3 separate regions of the Mus musculus genome follow, and all the other regions are linked to region 3. The links are chromatin contacts, called in public HiChIP or PLAC-seq maps. All regions are on one chromosome and are shown on one strand. Each heading gives the region's core, a stretch centred on a gene start, on an enhancer-like site or on the middle of the called end of the contact. The rest is flanking DNA. Distances are from core to core; before and after follow the strand shown. Region 1 has its middle 230 kb from the start of Gm39256. Region 2 overlaps Wwox (WW domain-containing oxidoreductase). Region 3 has its middle 27 kb from the start of Dynlrb2.

Region 1 (2,700 bases), core at 25-2,524, 1.1 Mb before region 3:
CCCATTTGATGGGACAGTTAATTATTTCTTGTTGCTCATCAGCCCCACAAAAGAGATCCTTCCCCATCCTGATATTTATGGACTTTGTAGAATCTGTAAAGGTTGGCAGTGTGTCTTCAATTCCTGGTTCTGCCACATACCAGTGACTTGAGCTCGTCGACTCTGAAAGTGAATGGCAATTCCTACTTGGAAAGGTCGTCGAGAGGATAGTTATTGTAAAGAATCTGCACTGTACCAGCCAGAGGGCACTCCTTAGCAGGTTTTAATACACTCACATCTCCCTGGGTTTTATAGTCCTCCAAGAATAACCCAAATGTCTTTCCAAGTCAACAGTCAAGACAAGTTTAGATGCAAGTCTGCGGAGAAGCCACTTGACAATGTTTGCTGAAGGGAGAAACCCAAGTTATCTCATTTCTAAGATGCATGCCCCTATCATCCAGTAGCAAGCCTGTCATAGCATGAAGCTCAGTGTCAGCTGCTTAGTAACTACCCTTTTGTTCTTTCAAACATACAATCCCATTCCTCAGATACTCCTCACACCCAGTCTAACAGATCCACATCCTCCTGAACAGGGGATAGCCCATGTAGGGGAAAGAGTGATCCTGCACAGATGTGCTGGAGTATCCCAAGGAGTCAAGTGATGCTCAGAGCTACCCACAAACACATTCTCACTTGCCAGCAATCACAGTGACAGCTCAATCCTGGAGACCCAGACAGTCTTCTGCAAGTTGTCATCTGCTGGCTTCCACGTGCATGGGTTGGCATTCCCCCAACCAACAATAGATAGATAGATAGATAAATAGATAGATAGATAGATAGATAGATAGATAAATGTAAAAAGCTGTTTAAAAATAAAAGAAATAAATGTCTGTAATGTATTCTTACTCAATACACATCGTAAAGTGCAAAGACGATGGCACAAATCTAAGCTTGAGTTGGGTGTAGAACCTGACCTGAGAGTGATCACCTTGCATTTTTGTCAGCAGGATCCAGGATAAGTGAACAGGACCAGGGAGTGAAGCACAAACACATTCCAGAAACGGCTTTGTTGTCCTCCGTGTGCTCTGGCCCCCTCCCCCCTCTCCTGCAACAACAGAGATCTGTGCAATGACTAAGGGTGGTTAATTAAGCATTGCAGCCCACAGTCCACTGCAGTTTCAATTGGATATGGTGTTCTCTCTCACTTCCTGTTTTGCAGGATTGCCGAGGGCTGTTAGACACCTGCCATGCTCTGGGGCCCAGCTGCTGTTCTACAGCAGGCAAAGAGGAAGCCCTCCCGGGCCCTCGGCCTTGAGAGGGGTTCAACTCTGCATACCAGTCCCTTCCCGGGGAGGCAGGGCCTGGGTAGACACAGCTGATGTGAGGACCGGCAGCTGGCAGGGAAGACCTTGTTCTATTGTGAGGATGGTGGCATGAGGCCCAGGGCTATCTCTCCATCCCTCATTCCCCAGAGTCCTCCTGTGACCTATAGATAATGAAGGTGGGTGCATCTACCCAGGCAGGAACAAGACATCAGTTTGCAGTTTCTCTGTATTCCAAATCACTCGGAAGAGTTCCTATGTGGAAGAAGCATAATTCAGTTAAACACTGAATTCTTTGTACATACATACATACATACATACATACACACACACACACACACACACACACACACACACACACACACTCACACTCACACTCACACTGGTCTGTCTCCTTGTGAAAAGTTCTTATGGGTTAGGTTCTCTATGCCAGGCAGTGGCTAAAGACAAGTCAGAGTTTGACAAACTCCTCTTCAATGCTGCTGGCTAGCCCTTCTACCCAGGGTGCCTCTTTCTCTAAAATCTGCTATGTTCTAACTAGCATATCCGATGAGTTCCGGCTCCTTTACTTAAGGAGCTGACTCTTGTCTTCCAGGAGAAGATTGCTTTCTCTACCCAATCAATTCCTAGCACTAAGCAGAGAAGAAAAATCCCGGAGACTGGAGGGGGATGGGTGGTGGATTTTCTCAAAAACAAAGCATCATAATAGATTAAAGAGGGCCAAGGTTTCTTTGACATTTCTGACATCAAGAAATGGGCTCAGGGGTTAAAGAGATGGCTCAGTAGCTAGGTGTGTGCACTCCTCTTTCAGAAAACCTACACTGGAAGCTCACAAACACCAGGAACTCCAGGGGATCCAAAACCCTCTTCTGGACTCCAAGGGCACCTGCACTCACGTATTAACCTCCCCCAACTCATAAATTAAAATAATTTAAAATATGAAGTGGGTCCAGGTTTCGCAGATGATTTGACACTGGGCAGTTAAAGTGACATTATGTCAATTCTGTCATTTGGGGCAGGTTTTTTTTTTTCTTTTCCCTCACAGAGCCACCACATGTAGACTCCTAGGCCACCATGCTGTAAGGAAACCCAAGCTAGAAGCCCAGAGAGATCACATGAAGAGATAGTCCCTTGCCTGGGCCCCCTACAATCCTTTGGCTCTTGGAGTTCTCCCAGATCTGTACCCAACATCACTGAGCATTCTATGCCCTGCACATTTCCAACTCAGAGGGGTTTTCTATGCAATAATACTGGCCAGCTTGGAACCTTTATGATTTGGGTGGGTGGGGGGTTGTTATGCAGAAGTGGGCAACTGACAGAGGAGATGGGATCTCTCTATATGGTTAAATTGGAAGGCCGTTTAGATGAGACACTGGAAGAGAAAAGATAAAACTATACC
Region 2 (2,732 bases), core at 147-2,646, 1.2 Mb before region 3:
CAATACTTATTAATCACCACAATTAGTATCTCTTGTGGGCTGCTGAGATTACCCTCTGCTGAACTCCCAACATTCAAAGAGAATTCACCACAATCCCCCCAATGAACAGTGACAGCAATGAAGGCCCATGAGGCTCCCTTTTAAAGCTGAATGGGCACACAGTTTACCTTCCCCCTTCAAAGGAGACCCTGTGTTGTGTAGCTTTTCAGTTTACTTTTCTTCCTAATGCTAAACTTGGGGAGCGAGCATGATGAACTCAACATATCCTGAACATAACCACTATCAGCCAGGGGATCAAGTCCAATTAGCTTGGCACCCCCATACCCTTCTAAAATTCAATGTACAAGGTGCACACAAAAATCGCGTTTTCAGGAAGTCATCTGGAAGGTGAAGACAGGAGATGTCTCTGTCATGTTCTAGCTGCCTAGCAGACTTATTAACCTTAAATTGTTTTATTTCTAACAACATGTATGCCTATGGGAGATAGGCACGTGTGCACAGGTGTTCTCAGAGGCCAGAGACAATGGAACTCCCGGAGCTGGAGTTACAGGTGGTTGTGAGCTGCCTGCAGTGGCTGCTGGGAGCCGAACTCAGGTCCTCTGCAAGAGCAGTGTGCACTTTTAACTTCTGAGCCAGCCATCTCTCTAGCTTCTGACCCTTTCCCTATCTGTAGAGTATGCCTTGTAAGCATGGAGACCTGCATTTGATCTCAGGACCCATGCTTTTAAAAAAAATGCCAGGGATGGTGACAGATGCTTATGGTCCCAAGTTGAGGAGGTGGAGGCCAATGGATCCTTGGAGCTTGTGGGTTAGCATAGAAGAATTGAAGAGCCCCAGGACTCAGTGAGAGACCCAGCCTCAAAACAAAGCCCCCACTCCCACCCCCAACAAAATAAACTCCCAAACAGCATGAATATATGAGTGCCTAAAGAATGACATTGGAAGTTCACACACACGCAAGGTAGGGCACACAAGCACACTCACTCGATGGTAGGACTCCACCTTTCTATACTCAAACTAGGGGTTGCCTCTGGCTAGGATCTTTGAATTGTCGCACTAGCTCAGTATTTTTCCGGTCTCTCAAGCTTCCAGGAAGAGTGAACCCATTATCCATTTTAGTCTGGAGGACCCTGAGAAACTTCACAGAAAAAGCATGTTTTCCCCTGGAAGGCTGTTTTGAGAAGGGCACCATCGTGCACTCACTGGATGGCCCCTGTTGACATGCCGACTCTGGGGGTGGTTCAGCAGGGGATCTGGGTGCCTGAGAAAAGGAGTGAAGAAATTTTTAAAAAAAGTAAGAAACCAACCGAGAAAACCCAAGAGAAACCGAAAGACTGCACGCTGGAACAAAAGGGAGGGGGCAGCCAGCCTCAGGACCTGGGCGGTTAAGGAACTGGCTTCGACAGGAAGTGGGCAGGAGGCTGTTTTCAGTACACTCATGGGAACTGAGCTGGAAAGTGCTGTGGTGAGGGTCTGTGGAAAAAGAGGGCTCTAATCAAGCTATAAATATCTGTTGCTTTGAAGTTTTATGACCAACAATTAATGTTACTGGAAGGCACATCAAGAGCTATTTCTTAACTTGGTGGGTCTGAGTGGGCCAGGGTCAGGGTATGAGTCTAGCCTCATGGGAGGCTGTCCTTACACATTCCTCCCTCTCTCTCTCTCTCTCTCTCTCTCTCTCTCTCTCTCTCTCTGCTATAAAATAGTACACAGGTGTCTAGAGGCATACACCACAGTTCATGGTCATCTAGCCCAACCATCCATCCATCCATCCATCATCCATCCATCCATCCATCCATCCATCCATCCATCTATCATCCATCCATCCACCCACCCATCCCTTCGATCATTAATATGTGTTTATTCAAGATCATATTCAGTAAGGAACAGCTAGACAAAACCCTTGAGGCAGGGTGGAGGTTTGGGGAATGCACTTTCTTTTAGTTGGGAAAGGAGAAAACAAATAAAAAAATCATGTCTGGGAATGAGAAGTGCTCTCAACCATTCAGAAGTCTGTGCTAAAAACTAGAAGCTCACTCTAGAGGCTGTGCGAAGGAACCTTTTCTGTGGGAAGTTGCTGCAAACAGAGGCAGAGGCAGAGTATAGTGGAGCAGGGAGCCACCAAGTACCAAAGTTCTGGGGCGTGTGCATCAGTGGACCTCAGGATTCAGGAGTCCTGGCCACTGCTTGCTCTGAAAGTCTTGAACGGGCTGTGGATTGTTCCCAGTTATACACTAAGAGCTCCCTAAGGTCTTATTTGGTTGTGCCAAATGTCAGCTTATCATTTCTGTAATATGCTGCCCTCGAACTTGAATTTTCTCCCACTATAACAAAACAATGGCAGAACTCGTCGAATCCCATTCAACCCCTCATCTCCTGCTTTCAGGCACACACTGATTTGTACGCTCACTGTGGCCTCAGTAGTAGGCTTCTGTCTGGAATCACATTTGTGCTCTTCCATAGGTTCAGGAGCACAGTTCTTTGTTCCCCACTGTAGGTCTATCTTCATGAGGGAAGACATCAGGAGTTGTGGGAATCTAGGATCTTGGCTTCTGGAACCTGAGATGACCCGGCAAAAGGTCATAGCACAATCTGGAAATGTTTGACCTTTGCAAAGGAGTACCTGAAAGGTACCTTCTAGTGCCTGACTCAGTGGTGCCCACCTAAGAATGCTCTTACTCATTTGATAGAGCAGCTCACTGAAAATCTCGGATAGAACAACGTCTGTTTTT
Region 3 (2,700 bases), core at 181-2,680:
TTACATCACAAATTTTTTTTCAGAGCTGAGGACCGAACCCAGGGCCTTGCGCTTGCTAGGCAAGCGCTCTACCATTGGGTGAAATCCCCAACCCTTACATCACAAATTTTAAGTCTCTATGTTTACATACCACACATATATTTATGCTTCATACATAAAAGGATTTTTATCTCCCCCTTGGCCAATCTTTTTGACCCCCTGACAACAGCCCATTGAGAATGCATTTACAGAGATCCATTGAAGGGACAATGGCAGGACAGAGATGTGGGTAGATTTATTGGGAAGTTCGGGGGGACAAACAAGGGAGTGGCAGTTGGGTATGGTTTTGAAGAGTCATAAGAGTTTGCCTGGACTGGAGAGATGGCTCAGTGGTTAAGAGCACTGACTGCTCTCCAGAGGTCCGGAGTTCAATTCCCAGCAACCACATGATGGCTCACAACCATCTGTAATGGGGTCCGATGCCCTCTTCTGGTGTGTCTGAAGACAGCAACAGTGTACTCATATAAATAGCCACTGTGTTTGTGAAGCAAGGTATGTACTCTGAGATCTCCAGGTCCATAATACATGGAGCTGATCATTTAAAGTAGGAATTTTAGCCTAATTTCACTTCCAAAATGTCTCTTAGAAAGAATCCTGGAACCCTTAGTGAGTGCCAGGGGACTTGGTGAGCAGAAGCAAAAACAGTGAGTTGGTAAAGGTGGATATTTGGATTCCTTCACTTCAGCCTAGGTCTCAGGTGGGAAGTGATAAATAACGGAGTACACATTGGCTGTAGCTCATCTAACACACACACACACACACACACACACACACACACACACACACAAATTCCAATACCACCCAAAGCAAGGCATGAAAGTTCTCATTAATACACAGCACGGAGCTCTCAGCACCTAGTCCCAAGGGTGAAAACACCACTGAAAATCCAGTTCTTCTCAAAGCTCAGCATGCAACACCACCTCGTGTATGATCATAAAAGGCAGCCTGAGCTTAGATTTTTTAGATAAACACAGAGCTGCCAGTGAACCACGAGGCCAGCATCAGCTTCCGGTGAGACCAGGTTTCCTGTGGGACGCCTGGCATTTCCCAGTCCAGCTGATCGACAGATGGCCACACCCTATCTCTTGGGGAACTTTCTGGTTTCCTGTCTTCTCTCTTAGTTTCGTCGTATTTCCCATTTATGCAACAATGGGCATGCCCCATCTATTTGTTCTTAAATTAATGTTGCGGTTCTTTTTCCTAGGCTCAAGGAAGGTTAGGATTTTTGACAACCATGAATCTTTGTTCAAGATTTAGGGATGAGAGGTCTAGATAAAGCAAGAACCACAACCACCAAAAAGTCCTCTGCGATCATACATCTCTACTCCATGGACACAGACGTTTGTGCAAACGGAGAGTGTGGGCTGTGCACTTCCATAACCGCACCATTCTAGAGCTTCCAGGCTGGAGTACGATGGCCACCACCTTAAAACAAAAAGATGCCCTCCCAAGGTGCCTCCTCTTCCAAGGAAAAGAACTGCTTGCTCTTTGATGGTGCATTCTCCATCCAGTTGCCTGGCCTCTCTCGCACAATGAAGAAGAACCGGTTGGCCACCAGGATATTTACCCAGGATGCTTTGAAAATCATCTAAGAGGGATTCATGCAGTCAAGTGCCTATCACACCAGCATGAGAACCCCAGTTCAATCCCCACTTAGAAGCCAGGCTCATGAACTAGAGAGATGGTTCAGGACTGAGGCACACTTCCTGTTTTTCTGCAAGACCTATGTTCAGTGCCCAGCACACACATCAGGGCCATCAACTACAGGGGATTCACTGCCCCCTTTTGGCCCCTGTGAGTACTGCACCATGGATACAATCCTATAAGCAGGCTGTCATAAACATAATTTTTTTAAAAAAATGATCTTGGGTATTCTAAGATTCTGAGATAATATCCACTTATCAGTGAGTGCATACCATGTGTGTTCTTTTGTGGTTGGGTTACCTCACTCAGGTTAATATCTTCCAGATCCATCCATTTGCTTAAGAATTTCATGAAGTCATTGTTTTTAATAGTTGCGTAGTACTCCATTGTGTGAATGTACCATATTTTCTGTATCCATTCCTCTGTTGAGGGACATCTGGCTTCTTTCCAGCTTTTGGTTATTATAAATAAGGCTGCTATGAACATAGTGGAGCATGTGTCCTTATTACATGTTGGAACACCTTCTGGGTACAGCTGGGTCCTCCGGTAGTACCATGTCCAATTTTCTGAGGAACCACAGAACTGACTTCAAGAGTGGTTGTACCAGCTTGCAGTCCCACCAACAATGGAGGAGTGTTCCTCTTTCTCCATATCCTCACCAGCATCTGCTATTACCTGACTTTTTTATCTTAGCCATTCTGACTGGTGTGAGGTGGAATCTCAGGGTTGTTTCGATCTGCATTTCCCTGGGATCCATCCCATATGCAGTTACCAAACCCAGACACTATTGTGGATGCCAACAAGTGCTTGCTGACAGGAGCCTGATATAGCTGTCTCCTGAGAGGCTCTGCCAGTGCCTGACAACTATAGAGGTGGATGTTCTCAGCCAACCATTGGACTGAGCACAGGGTCCCCAATGGAGGAGCTAGAGAAAGGACCTGAGGAGCTGAAGGAGTTTGCAGCCCCATAGGAGGAACAATAATATGAACTAACCAGTATCTCCAGAGTTACCAGGGA

What was found. HiChIP or PLAC-seq counts read pairs in DNA pulled down with a chosen protein or histone mark.
Region 1: a contact with region 3 is called in an SMC1A HiChIP or PLAC-seq map of large pre-B cells, with 6 times the contacts expected there. The contact joins two enhancer-like sites. A contact is called at or near these places in 1 of 15 datasets of contacts at CTCF or cohesin (large pre-B cells) and 2 of 115 datasets of contacts at active chromatin or transcription factors (astrocytes and large pre-B cells).
Region 2: an H3K27ac HiChIP or PLAC-seq map of large pre-B cells shows a contact between it and region 3, with 6 times the contacts expected there. The contact joins two enhancer-like sites. A contact is called at or near these places in 1 of 15 datasets of contacts at CTCF or cohesin (large pre-B cells) and 3 of 115 datasets of contacts at active chromatin or transcription factors (astrocytes, embryonic stem cells and large pre-B cells).

The regions. Positions count from the first base shown.
Region 1 is chr8:115,413,092-115,415,791 of GRCm38.p6, forward strand. No RefSeq gene overlaps it. Among named protein-coding and RNA genes, the nearest start is that of Gm39256, 230 kb to the right of the region's middle. Within about 2 kb of position 1,275, at least 95 of the 459 cell types and tissues checked have an H3K27ac peak or open chromatin away from gene starts, as enhancers often do.
Region 2 is chr8:115,232,870-115,235,601 of GRCm38.p6, forward strand. The region is part of intron 8 of Wwox (WW domain-containing oxidoreductase); the gene reads left to right. Among named protein-coding and RNA genes, the nearest start is that of Gm39257, 270 kb to the left of the region's middle. Within about 2 kb of position 1,397, at least 74 of the 459 cell types and tissues checked have an H3K27ac peak or open chromatin away from gene starts, as enhancers often do.
Region 3 is chr8:116,477,076-116,479,775 of GRCm38.p6, forward strand. No RefSeq gene overlaps it. Among named protein-coding and RNA genes, the nearest start is that of Dynlrb2, 27 kb to the right of the region's middle. Within about 2 kb of position 1,431, at least 21 of the 459 cell types and tissues checked have an H3K27ac peak or open chromatin away from gene starts, as enhancers often do.